Regions from separate parts of the Mus musculus genome. Here regions 1 and 3 are each linked to region 2. Evidence: chromatin contacts called from public Hi-C data. All regions are on one chromosome and are shown on one strand. The core of a region is the stretch at or near the end of the contact, and the rest is flanking DNA. Distances in the headings are between cores, read along the strand shown.

The links. A called contact is a pair of places that touch in the nucleus more often than the background predicts.
Region 1: a Hi-C map of uterus shows a contact between it and region 2, with 4 times the contacts expected there. The contact joins two enhancer-like sites. A contact is called at or near these places in 1 of 484 Hi-C or Micro-C datasets (uterus) and 1 of 115 datasets of contacts at active chromatin or transcription factors (the NIH/3T3 cell line).
Region 3: a contact with region 2 is called in a Hi-C map of uterus, with 4 times the contacts expected there. The contact joins two enhancer-like sites. A contact is called at or near these places in 2 of 484 Hi-C or Micro-C datasets (liver and uterus) and 3 of 115 datasets of contacts at active chromatin or transcription factors (embryonic limb bud, kidney and neural tube).

Annotation. Positions count from the first base shown.
Region 1 is chr7:71,389,277-71,393,155 of GRCm38.p6, reverse strand. No RefSeq gene overlaps it. Among named protein-coding and RNA genes, the nearest start is that of Gm36260, 11 kb to the right of the region's middle. Within about 2 kb of position 1,670, at least 7 of the 459 cell types and tissues checked have an H3K27ac peak or open chromatin away from gene starts, as enhancers often do. A contact at or near this core is called in uterus, where this site is marked.
Region 2 is chr7:70,858,497-70,862,266 of GRCm38.p6, reverse strand. No RefSeq gene overlaps it. Among named protein-coding and RNA genes, the nearest start is that of Gm39032, 58 kb to the right of the region's middle. Within about 2 kb of position 1,621, at least 3 of the 459 cell types and tissues checked have an H3K27ac peak or open chromatin away from gene starts, as enhancers often do. A contact at or near this core is called in uterus, where this site is marked.
Region 3 is chr7:71,410,060-71,413,795 of GRCm38.p6, reverse strand. No RefSeq gene overlaps it. Among named protein-coding and RNA genes, the nearest start is that of Gm36260, 32 kb to the right of the region's middle. Within about 2 kb of position 2,170, at least 73 of the 459 cell types and tissues checked have an H3K27ac peak or open chromatin away from gene starts, as enhancers often do. A contact at or near this core is called in uterus, where this site is marked.

The DNA of each region.
Region 1 (3,879 bases), core at 421-2,920, 530 kb before region 2:
TGGATGACTTTTAATGTAAACAAGAGAGTTCCTGCAAAGACTCCTGTGAGCCTCCCTGGTGGGAGCCTCTTTCTGGCTAGAGAAGGATTCTAGCTGTGCCTCTTTCTAGTCCCGTTCTGGTCTCTGAGACTTATCACAGTCTGGCTTCTTACTGTAAGCCGTGCACTTTGATACGGAGTGCTAGCAAATGACTTTCTTTGATGAGGTCCAGAATCCAGTGTGTTTCCAGGCAAAGCCTGCTATCCTATCTGCAGGGAACTTTCACAAGTTCATTAGGCAAGACCTTCCCCATAAATCTAACAGTCAGCTTTTCAAGGTGCTCTTTAGCTAAAGCCCACTGCAAAAGTGCCCAGCATTTCCTTCCACACCTGACTTCTTTCCAGAGTCCATGAACTCTGCAACTGGTAAAGCCATACTTGAAAAAATAATTTAATGCCACCATTCTCCTGGCTGTCAGTTACAAGGCCTGAGATTCTTCTGGGGGCATCTGAGGATGCCTCCTTTGGATTCCTTATTAGCAGATATCGCTGTTATCGGGACTCCTGAATTTTAGAGGAAGAGAGGCTTGAGGCTGAATTCTAACATTACCACTAGAGATATAAGGACATATGGGCATATTGCTATAGAGTTAGAGTTACGGGGAAAATAGCAAAAGCCTGAACATAGTAAATCTTCCATTAGTGATACATAAAACAAATTTCCCTGCCTGTTTGCACAAAACTACAATCCCAATACTCACAAGACTCAGTGCTATGAGTTCAAGGCCAGCCTGGGCCACATAGCATGACACTGTCTCTGCTCCCTTCTCCCTTCCTCCCACTGGAGAGAGGGAGAGAGAGAAAGAGAGAGAGAGAGAGAGAGAGAGAGAGAGAGAGAGAGAGAGAGATACAAAACAGAAAGCAATCGGATATGTTGAGACATTTTCTTTTGAAAGTAAGTATATTCAGTGTTGGTTGCTGTGGTTGTCTAGGCTTAGGGCTTCTGGAAATTTCCATAAAGTATAAAAGAACCTCTTCTCTCCTTTTAGCAGACAGGCTGAGACAATAGAAGGAATGCCTAGAGAACAGGTCAGCTGGGTTCTCAGGATGACAATTCTCAAGAGTTACCTTTAGCGAGGGCTTGACCGACTTAGGTGATTCACTTAAAATCCTCCTGTGAAACGAGGGCCATCCGGCTGGTTTTATTTGCTTTATTTTAGCCTTTTTTTTTTTTTTTTTGGTCTTCTTTCCAGTAATTTGTATTTACTAAAAATAAGGCGACCCTAAACTTAAGCTGGACCGGCCTCAGGCTAATTTTTCCCTTCAGTTGCCCCACCTTCCAGTTACCCGTTCTCTGCCTCCTGTGCCAGAATGTTATAGAGAAGGCGTTTTATTTGAACTAAGCCTGTGACCTTTGCCAGCATTCGAATCATGAGCTGCAAATTACATGGAGTACCTTCCCTGCAGGATGAACAAGCGGGATCAAGTTCCATGGCCTTCTGGGATGAAGCTGCCTTTGCTCTCAGCAACTCAACTTTTGAATGAGAGATCCCGAACAACAGATAACCTTGACACAATATGAAAAAGATCCCCTGGTGGTAGGGAAGCTCTTTTGTCATAATGGTCATGTGCAAACTTCAGAAGATTTAGCCCTCAAGTTTGGACACACTGCCAAGAATGTGGATTCCTTTTTTAAAGTGTCCAGATGTCTCATGTCTGTAGAACTGCGCTTTTAGAGACGTTTTCTTTATTTGTTGGTTTAGATCAGTACAAAAAAGTACATTGCCTTCTTGAATCCAATTCAAGTCACTTCTCGAGTCTGAGAAGCATACCATACCTTCAGATACCTATTTTTATCGTTTAATATATTATGTTGGACTTTTATTGACTGTGTCAAAGGTAAACTTCTTTTAAAACATACATATTTCATCTTAAGCAAAGTCAAAATGTTAAAAGTCACTGCATTAAAAAAAACATAGAAAGTGATGTAAGACTTGGAGATTATCAGAAAGAAAATTCTAAAGAATTCTTCACAAACATCAAAGGAAAATCAGATGGACTTTTGATAACTTTGTTCTGTTGTATGTCCTGGTATGTTGCATGCTAGGACTATCTTGCTCATCTCTACCTGACTACCTCTGTGTGCAGTTTCCAGTCATGACTGTTAGTGGTGGACAGAAGATTATTGAAGTACACATTTTTACTTGTTGGTTAAATTTTATTTCCAGGCATTTTAAGCAGATACAACACCAAAGAGTTAGATCCTCCCAGATCAGCATAATCCCTTTACTCACTCATCTCAGGTATGAAAGGGGTCGATCAGTTCTAGAGTAAGCATAGGCTGAACTCACGGTCTTTACTGGGATTTCTTGTGTATTCTGTGCCTTTAGACCCCTTTACTCCTTACACTGCCCATAGTGAGTTGGAAAAGAACACTGATGCTGTTTGTTCCCTATGAACTTTCTGCAACAGTAACTTAGGGCTTCAGAACAATATAATCAACAGTTCCTGTTTTGAACATTAAAAAGCCCATCTTAATGACTTCAATTACAGATTTGGTGGTGCTGATATTTGTTTAAGAGAAAGGGTGAGAGTTCCCACAATCCAGAGAACTCATAATGGATGTTCCCTCCTCCCACTGAGAATGGCCCAATAGTTTTCAGGGTGGTGGCCAGGGTAAGAAGAAATCTCTCTGGTGTGTTTGCCGGGTTATATCATGAGGTGGCAGTCTTTCTTACAAATTGGATTTTTTTTCCATGCACTTGTAATGAGCCCCTTTCCAAACATTTTCAGCACTTATGATTTTCATAGTGCTAAATCCTGTTCTTCATTGTTGTGATCCAGCATTGAGCCTAAGAATTATGTAAACCTTAGTGAGTCGTTGGCCATTCTTGTCTGTGCACTTCCAGAGAGCAGTGATGATGTCTACAGAGGACATTTAAACATCCTCTGCTCTTCCCACACCAGCACTGTGATTACACTACAGTCACCAAAGGCTGGGAAGGAGTGACAGGGATCTTGGGATGGAATGAGATGTTTAGATCTAACTTGCAGTTCAGTTTTGCCGTTGTCTTTTTATTCGTGCCTTTTTAAAAAAAAACAATTTGTGGACTCCTAGGAAAATGTAATTCAGAAATGTATGAAGTTCTCCTTAGAGAATTGGTAAAAGACCCAAATAAAGACATAGGAGAGAACATCAGAGGTCTGGCTAATCATCTGCCGTGTGCACTGTTTATACCAAAGGAGAGGAAAAACCAAACTGGTGTCTTGTTCATAAGTATACTATGCCAGCAGTGGACAGCACATTCTGGAAGGAGTTGAAAAGATGTTTGGAGTACTTACGTAGTACCCCATTTAGTGGCACTTCACTTCTCTCTCTAAGCAATGCCACACGGTTAAGTTACTTTCTCTTTATTTTTATCTAGACGAGTCAGCCACTTTGCTCATGAAAGAGTAAATGAGATAATGCATATAAAAGTGTTACCTAGGCCGTAATGTGTTCTGCAAACATTATACATTGTCAGGGCCCATGAATTTATTTTTAAGAAACCACTCTAGTTCTTAGAGATATGCAGATACTGGACAGGGATCATAGGTGCTGAGTCCCATGCAAGGTCTGAGTGACATCCTCCTTGGAAAAGCAGGGACACGGGAGAAATAAAACAAAGAAGCAATGTTGTTAGTTCTCACAGTATTTTAATTCCATTTCTATGCTGGCAAATGACAAACTTGTTACTGGGTTCTTGGCTTTCCAGGACAAGATTCCAGAACAGTGGAATTGAACTTAGTAGCTGAGGAGAAAGACAAGTTGGTACCTATGCTGGAAATAGAATTAGTAAAGTGAAGTCTACAAGGGTGCCGGAGAAAGAATTCATCTCTGCAGCTGTAGGCTCAAAGAAGA
Region 2 (3,770 bases), core at 372-2,871:
TTTTCCACAGCATCCCTTCCACGGGAGTATAGAGCCTGCAAGCTTTCTAATTTCTTCCCCAGAACTTGCAAGGTCTAGGCACGTAAGCTTCACTTAACCATAATTGTACTTCACCCACAAGCTCCAAGGAAGGCCTGTGATGCCCATGAATAGCTCAGGAGAAGATGGGATTCCACAGAAAACTACACAAGAAACCTGAAGACCACATTTGTGACTTTCGGGATCTCTGAGTCAGACCACTACCCACTCCCAGTGCAGAGAAAAATCTGATCGTGGTGATTGCAATATCCTTTTCTTTCAGAAATTAAAGTTCTCTGTGATAACTGGTAGCTCTACCCTAAGAACTTTATAGTAAAATTAAAGGCAAATAAAAAAAATGTTTCAGGGTGAGTATTTGTGTTAACCAAAGACTTTTCCTTTTTACGATAAAGTTCCCTATAGAATTCTTCTAAATGGTAAAGTCCCCTGGTGCTTTTAAACGGTTGTTTACAGATCATTAACTACTCACAAAAAGGCTGGCGGAGAAAAACCTGCCAAAGTATGGGAATCTCTCATTGATTAACCAAATTTAAAAGGATGTCGAAGAGGGAGAATCCAGTTTGCCAGAAATAAATTATTCAGAAGCAATTTTGGAAGAAAAATTTTCATGTATCTCACCTCAACATAAGATTTATTTCTTGTAGGCAAACAGAGACTACATCATAATAACACTGAAATATTACGGTATTACATGATGCTATTGAAATTTGACACTATATTATCCAAGTATTCCTATGGTTTCCAGGTTTCATAATACTCTAGTGCATAGCATTTAGTCACTTCTATCTGAATTATAAGAACGATTGTAAAAGAATTGCCAGATTTAACGCACCCAATGTTTTGGGAACACAAACACTTCAGAAAAGTTGATTCCAACACACATCCACTTTATTACAAAGTTCTCCTAGCAGCTATTCACTCATGTGACTATAAATAGCTTAACAAATGATTCCTAAAGCTTTAACTGAAAAGACTGTGTTAGTTATATTAAAATAACTTGTGTGCCCATATTATTTTCATCATTCAGTCTTTCTACCTATACACCAGGCATCGTAGCCCTTGCCTGCCTATTGTTGGTCTTGATCCTTCTTGAATTTCCCAGGATTTGAAGACAGCTTAGGAAAGACATCCCTGGGTAAGGGTGAGAAAAGTTTCTCTTCCTTTTCCCATTGCGTGTTCTTCTCTTCCCAGTGTTGGTATTTTAATTTTGCTTATGGTATTTTAACATCGCTGAACTTATGGTTCATCTGTTTGGGCTTGCAAAATCTGTTCCCCAGAAATTGCCCAAAAATTTCATTTGTGTTTTCTCTTCTGACTTTCTGTAGTTGGACTAAGGACCTCAAAAAGTCCGGCTAATGAGGCCACGCTCACAAGCTCCAGAATTATTTTGCAGAGTTCTGGGAAGCCGTGAAATGTTTGAAAGTTCTTCATCCCCAGAAGTGATTAAAATGGAAGTTGAGTGATATTTATGATTATAGCAGACAGGATCTCATGCGATAAAAACAACAACAACAATCTGGGATATCTTGACCGAGCGAAGCTAAACAAAATGGGCCTTTAATGGCTTTGAACAACACACAAGTTAATACGCCTTGGCCAAATGGAAAATAGCTCAGTTTGAAGCTGTGCTCCGAACAAACTTTACTATGAACTTTTGCCCTTTTGTATTTGTTGCTTTTGTTTTTGTTTTTCTCGAAAACCTCCTGGAAGTAACATGTAATAAGAAGATAATGTGTCCCAGAGATGAACTAAATCTCCTGAATTCTTTGCAGTTATGATCTTGGGAAAAATGTCTCCCCCAGAGCCCCTGGCCCCAAACCTATCTCACTGCCCAGTTTAATATGGCTGAGACAGTCTTCCCATATCCCCAGCGCCTATATGAATCATTTTCAGTATTGAGTTCTGATCATTATATACAAGGTCACTTTTTAATTAGAACAATATAGTAAAACATATGCTTGGAAGATGAATGAGGTACAGAGCTAGCTGTGCTACACTGAACCCTTTTATTGGAAAGCCCTTAAAAATAATAAGCACCACGTATAGTCCAGGGGCCTTTGCAACATATTTCAGTGCAGCAAAGTGCCTGCCATGGAGAATGAGCACCCTGTTACAGTGAGCAATCATTTGGCAGCATAGGTTATTTTAATGGACACATCACTTTAAACGAAGCCTTCGCCATCTGTTCTGCCCTCTAATTACAGATGCAAAAGGAACATAATTCACAATTGCATCATAAAAAAGTAAGATATAAGTGATTTAAATGCATGTGTATCTTCTTTATTCAACCCAGCACGCAGCTGTTATGTTGTTTTCATGTTTCAAACACAAATGAGCATAGAAATCGCTCGTCTCTGATGGGGTGAAATCTCTGTTATAGGCCGTTTTGGGGTGTGGATGAATGGAAAAGTGTGGTATCCTCCGACAGAGGTGCCCCTACAGCTGATGGAGGAGATGTTTGTCCCAAATCCTAATTTTCAGTTGGCTCCTGAGCAGGCTCTGGCATTCCAATGACTACATAGGTAACTACAGTTTTCTCCTAACCACACAGTGTAGCTAAATCTTCCTTCGGTATAAGGTTAGTACACCAATTATCCCTGGGTCAAAGAGACCACCTGGACTTGAGCCTGCATGTGCTTAAACAGTGTTCTTATCATGAGACTCAGGCTTGTAGGGACCTTTCTTCTCTCTCCTTTAGTCTCAAAACTATATTTCACAATTCCTTTGTATATTTAAAATTAACAGTTATTTATTTAGGTGAAGAATATCTTGCTACAAGAGATTCAAGGTCACCTTCTCAGTCCCTGTTAGTCCAGACACAGCCACGGTGTCTCTGGAACACAGAGCTTCTTCTTAAAGAAAAGTTCATCAGATTCACTGTACATGCGCTCGATCTGCTTTCCAACAAGGAAGCTGTACAGCTTAACAACAGTTTCATAGAATAAAAGACTTGCTTCTTAGCGCTCATTGTTAAGAACTGGCACTAAAAATGAATTAACAAGTGAGAGGTGTGAATAAATAGTTTTAAAAGCCAGGCAGAATTTTAAAAGTCCATGCTGTAACCCTGTTGGTAATAAGAAAATAACACCCAACGGAAGTTTTTCCTCATGCTAAGTTTTTCTAAGAAGGGTGCGTGCTTTGAGTAGTTGGTAATAAATGGGTTCTTTAAAAGTGTAGGTTAAGTAGTGTAAAACAGCAGCCTTTCTGCCAGCCTAATTGGCATTAACAACTATGTTCTTTTCACAGATTAATTGGAAATAGCAGTTGGTATCGCAGTCTCAATACCAAAATTACAGTTATTGCATCCAAAGGTACATAATTTATAAGATTGTATGCTACATGTCCGTATGTTATTATTACCATAAATTGCATGCATACTGTACATGCAGACATATGTGTATATGGATGGTAGAGGATATTCAGCAGAATGTGATCATACATATTTTTACAGGTGGGGGTGTTTCCGATTGGTCAATGCCCCTGTGGACAGTGGTCAATATTTTTCGTATTGCTTCTATACACCATTTACAGATTACAGCATGAGGGTAGCCAGGACTGCTTTGAGTCATTAAACAGTCTGTGCATGCTCTTTCCAAATTGTAGCATGTTGTATTGAATACTAGTCATGTTGTCATTGTTTTAAATTTTACGTTGGTTTGTTGTTGTTGTTGTTTTCTCTTACAATAGATCCCAATCACATTTTCCCTCCTTTCACTCCTCCTAGTCTCTCC
Region 3 (3,736 bases), core at 921-3,420, 550 kb before region 2:
TGCTGAGTGTGGGAAAGTGTGATCAGGGCTGCTAATGGAGGTTTGTCACTCAGTGGGTTGGTGTGTCCTCGTGACATGAACGAATTATTCCTAAGTGTTTTTCATTTGTATTGTTAGCTACAGACTAACATAGTTTCGCCTTTCCTTCATTTTCCTATGAAGTTAATATTAACCCACTGAGGTTGAGCTGGTAAGATACTCCACAGAGTTTGAGTTTAATATTTTATGTAGGTTTTTGGCTTTATGGACACACTTGTGACACCATGGACTTAAATAACAATACACTTATTTTATACAATCAAAAATTAAGTGTAAGGGCTGGCAAGATGGTTGAGTGGAGAAGAGGAGCTTGCTGAAAAATCCCAGTGAACTGAGTTCAATCCGCAGAACCCATGTGGTAGTTCGCTTTCAACTTAGAAGGTGCTTATTCCAAGCTCACCTAGGTAGCAGAGAGAGAAGGTCTCAGGACTCAGAGGGCATCAGGAGAGAGCGACAAAATGAGGATAACAAGCAACCGTCTAGACAGACTTTCCCTGGAACACCTCAGATATTACTGTCTCAACATTTCTTTTGCCGATTCTGCTGAAAAGAAGGTATTACAATTTCGTTGGCATTGGTGACCTGGCATCTCTGAATTATTTCCTGCTTTGGTTTACAGAGGAATAAGCCTGTAATTAATTATATATCAGAACATGAGAATCGACCTGGCAATAATGTACAGGCTAAGAACGTTCTATTTACATATGTAGGTTATTTAAAATATGTCTTGTTAAATAAATATTTAAAATCCCTCCTTATTTGGCTTATAAAGTGTTCGAAAAGAGGCTGCAGTTTGACTTTACAGAATGTTCAAAAGTGAGAGACTTGATCTAGACAATTGTCCATGCCCAGTTAACATCACCTCCTATCCTTGCATAGCAGGGCACACAGAAAACATTCTTAGTAAAAACAACAACATCAATTATTTACATCAGCACTGAAATGTATACTAATGGGAACAAGTTGGTCTTCAGGAATTCATATAACTTATAGAACATATAAGTACAACAAGGAGCCTAGGTATGAATGAACGAGATGCCCAACAGTGGATAGGGTGTATGGAAAACAGTGGTGTCACAATAAAATGTTCCCTCTGTGGGTAATTTCCTTCTTGTATATATCTAGATTTACTTTTAAAGGGAAATAAAATAAAATAGAGAACCAAAAAGAGATTTTTTTTCATGCCCGTCAAATCAACAAGACCCTGGTAAGAAGAACAGACACAGGACGTGACAAGGTGGGAAGATAAGAGAGTCTCAATGATACACAGGAGGGATTCTGCTGGAATTGATGAGGGCGCCCTGAAGTTAACTTTCCTCCAGAGGGTTTGCCTCTAACCGCCTTTGGTCCCTGCAGAACGGTTCTGTGAACATGGCAGCTGCGGATCCACCAGGGGGAGCAGTTCGCCAGCACAAAACCAACCTTCCCGAAGGAAGCCGCTGAAGTTGGCTCTTCCTCTCAATTTACACAGCTGACAGGACCCTGATTTTATCAGTTCTCCTAGATGCAGCACGCACATACCTGGAGCTGATTCCCTCCAGCCAGCCTCATGCTACTGGGATACGATACACCTCACAAACTCATGATCACAGGCACGCTTTTCCGTGCATAGCAGCCCTTGTAATGTACCTCGCCTTTTTTTTTTTTTTTTTTTTTTTTTTAATAGGAAGTAATTTGGGCTCAGCTTCCACACCATCTTTTAAGGAGAGAATGAATAGTTTATCAAACTAGTTGTTCGGCGTGGCATTAAAGTGTGTGAGAGTCTCCCTCAGGTCTCGAAGGCAGGTATCTACTGGAGTTTACTGATAACCCGGTTTCTCTCTTCAGCAACCCCCCCCCCTTTTTTTTCTTCCTTTAACCAAAGCCCTGGGGCTGGGAAAGAAAACAGCTGTCAGAGAAAGGCTGGTGTCGGTGATAAGCCTTTTGTGTGCAAGCTCAAACTTTGAGACCAGCCTGTCCAAACAAAACAGCTGTGGTCTTCAGTGTGGACGGCAGAGTACACCAAGTCTGTTGGTGAAGGGGGGTTGGGGGGTTGGGGGAGGCAGAAAATATGCCGGTCCCTGAAGCATTCTGTACATGGTTGCACAATCCATGAAGGAATTCCCAAGGGGAGCCAAATTTTATTTTTAGTAGAGGTCAGTCCTCCGGTCTCTATCCTAATCCTCCATTGTGGCGCTTTAGCACATTGCTGTTACAATAGCCCTTGATGCTTGAGGTGGAAAGCCTGGCTCCTGGCTCCGCAGCTCTGGCATGAGGAAGGCGGAGGAGCCTGGGGGCTCATTCTAGACTCCCAAGTCGCTAGTGAAACTGCTCTCGGGGACCCTTGTTTCTAGATCAATCTGCTTCAAGATCCGCCTCTTTCTGTTAGTCACAGAGCCTGTGTCAAGAGCCTGTAAAGAACAATGTAAGGGACGCCAAGGCTACTTTGTAACCTTAGTCTGTGCACCCGGCTCTTAAAGCCACTAAGTGAAGCGAAAGTCACTCTTTTTTTTTTTTTTTTTTTTTTTTTTTTTTTTGAGAAACAAGCAAACAAACAAACAAAAACCCAACAGACTGTTTCTGGAACTTATCTGCTTTCGTTCCCTCATTTGTCCCTCATGGGCAACTCTGTAGAAAGCAAGCCTGCAGCTGACATTCAGGGAGTAGCTGATACCACCTTTCTACGGGGGTTAGTGTCCCTTCTAAGTAAATCAAACACAGGAACTAACTTAGGAGCATTTTCCTTCAACCTTTCTGTTATTATACATTCTCATAATTTTCAAATTGACTTCTGAATAAACCACAGAGGGGGGAAAATCATGATTCTCAGGTGATCTTACGTATTTAATCTGTCGATTGTTGTTGTATGTTGTTTTTTAAGAGGACCAGGCTGAAAGAGCTGAAATCATTTCGGGCAAAGTTTTATTTTTGGTATTCCACTACTTTATCACAGTTGTTCATCCTGGAAATGGAAGTGAAAAGAATCCCATTAAAAATACATAATAGTATGGGCCAGGCATAGTAGCACATAGAATCCCCAAACTTAAGAGACAGAGGCAGTGTTGAAACAAACTCAAGAGCTAACATTGTGATCTGATGTTATCACAGGGATCTATGTCTCAGTATGGGGGTAATCTGGGTATTTTTGGACCAGGAGACTGAAGGACAGACAGCACTTTACCTGGCTGATTTTCTTGCTACTCTTCTAGTTGTGTTTGCGCAGATACCACAATGCTATATTCTGAATTCTGGCACAAATCCATGAGAGGTAAAGCTTACATGGGTATTAAGTGCTTAGTCACCAGATTGAAGAAACTGAGTCACATTTTATACCTAGTAGAGCAGTAGAGGGCTGTCTGCCCCTGCCCCTGCCCCTGCCCCTGCCCCTTTCTGCTTTTGCCTTTTTCCCTTGCCCTTCCATTCCTTTCCAATCCCTCGCTTCCTGAGTTGCTCCAACTTAAGGACCTGTATGTGATAAACAAACTGTACTGCAGAGCCATGGGTCAGACCCCAGAGTAGAGACTTAGCATCGCAGGCAAAAGGAGACACCGATTTCAACAAGATGTCAAAATTGTGCCCATACCTGACCCGGATTTCTTAACACTCCTCATTGAGAAGTGGCCCTCTGCCTAGACCCATCTGCAGGTCCTTGGCGAGCGGGACAGGCTGTCCCAAGCCTCCCATTTAGTGTGAACTGCTTGCAAAGGAGTTCAGAGTT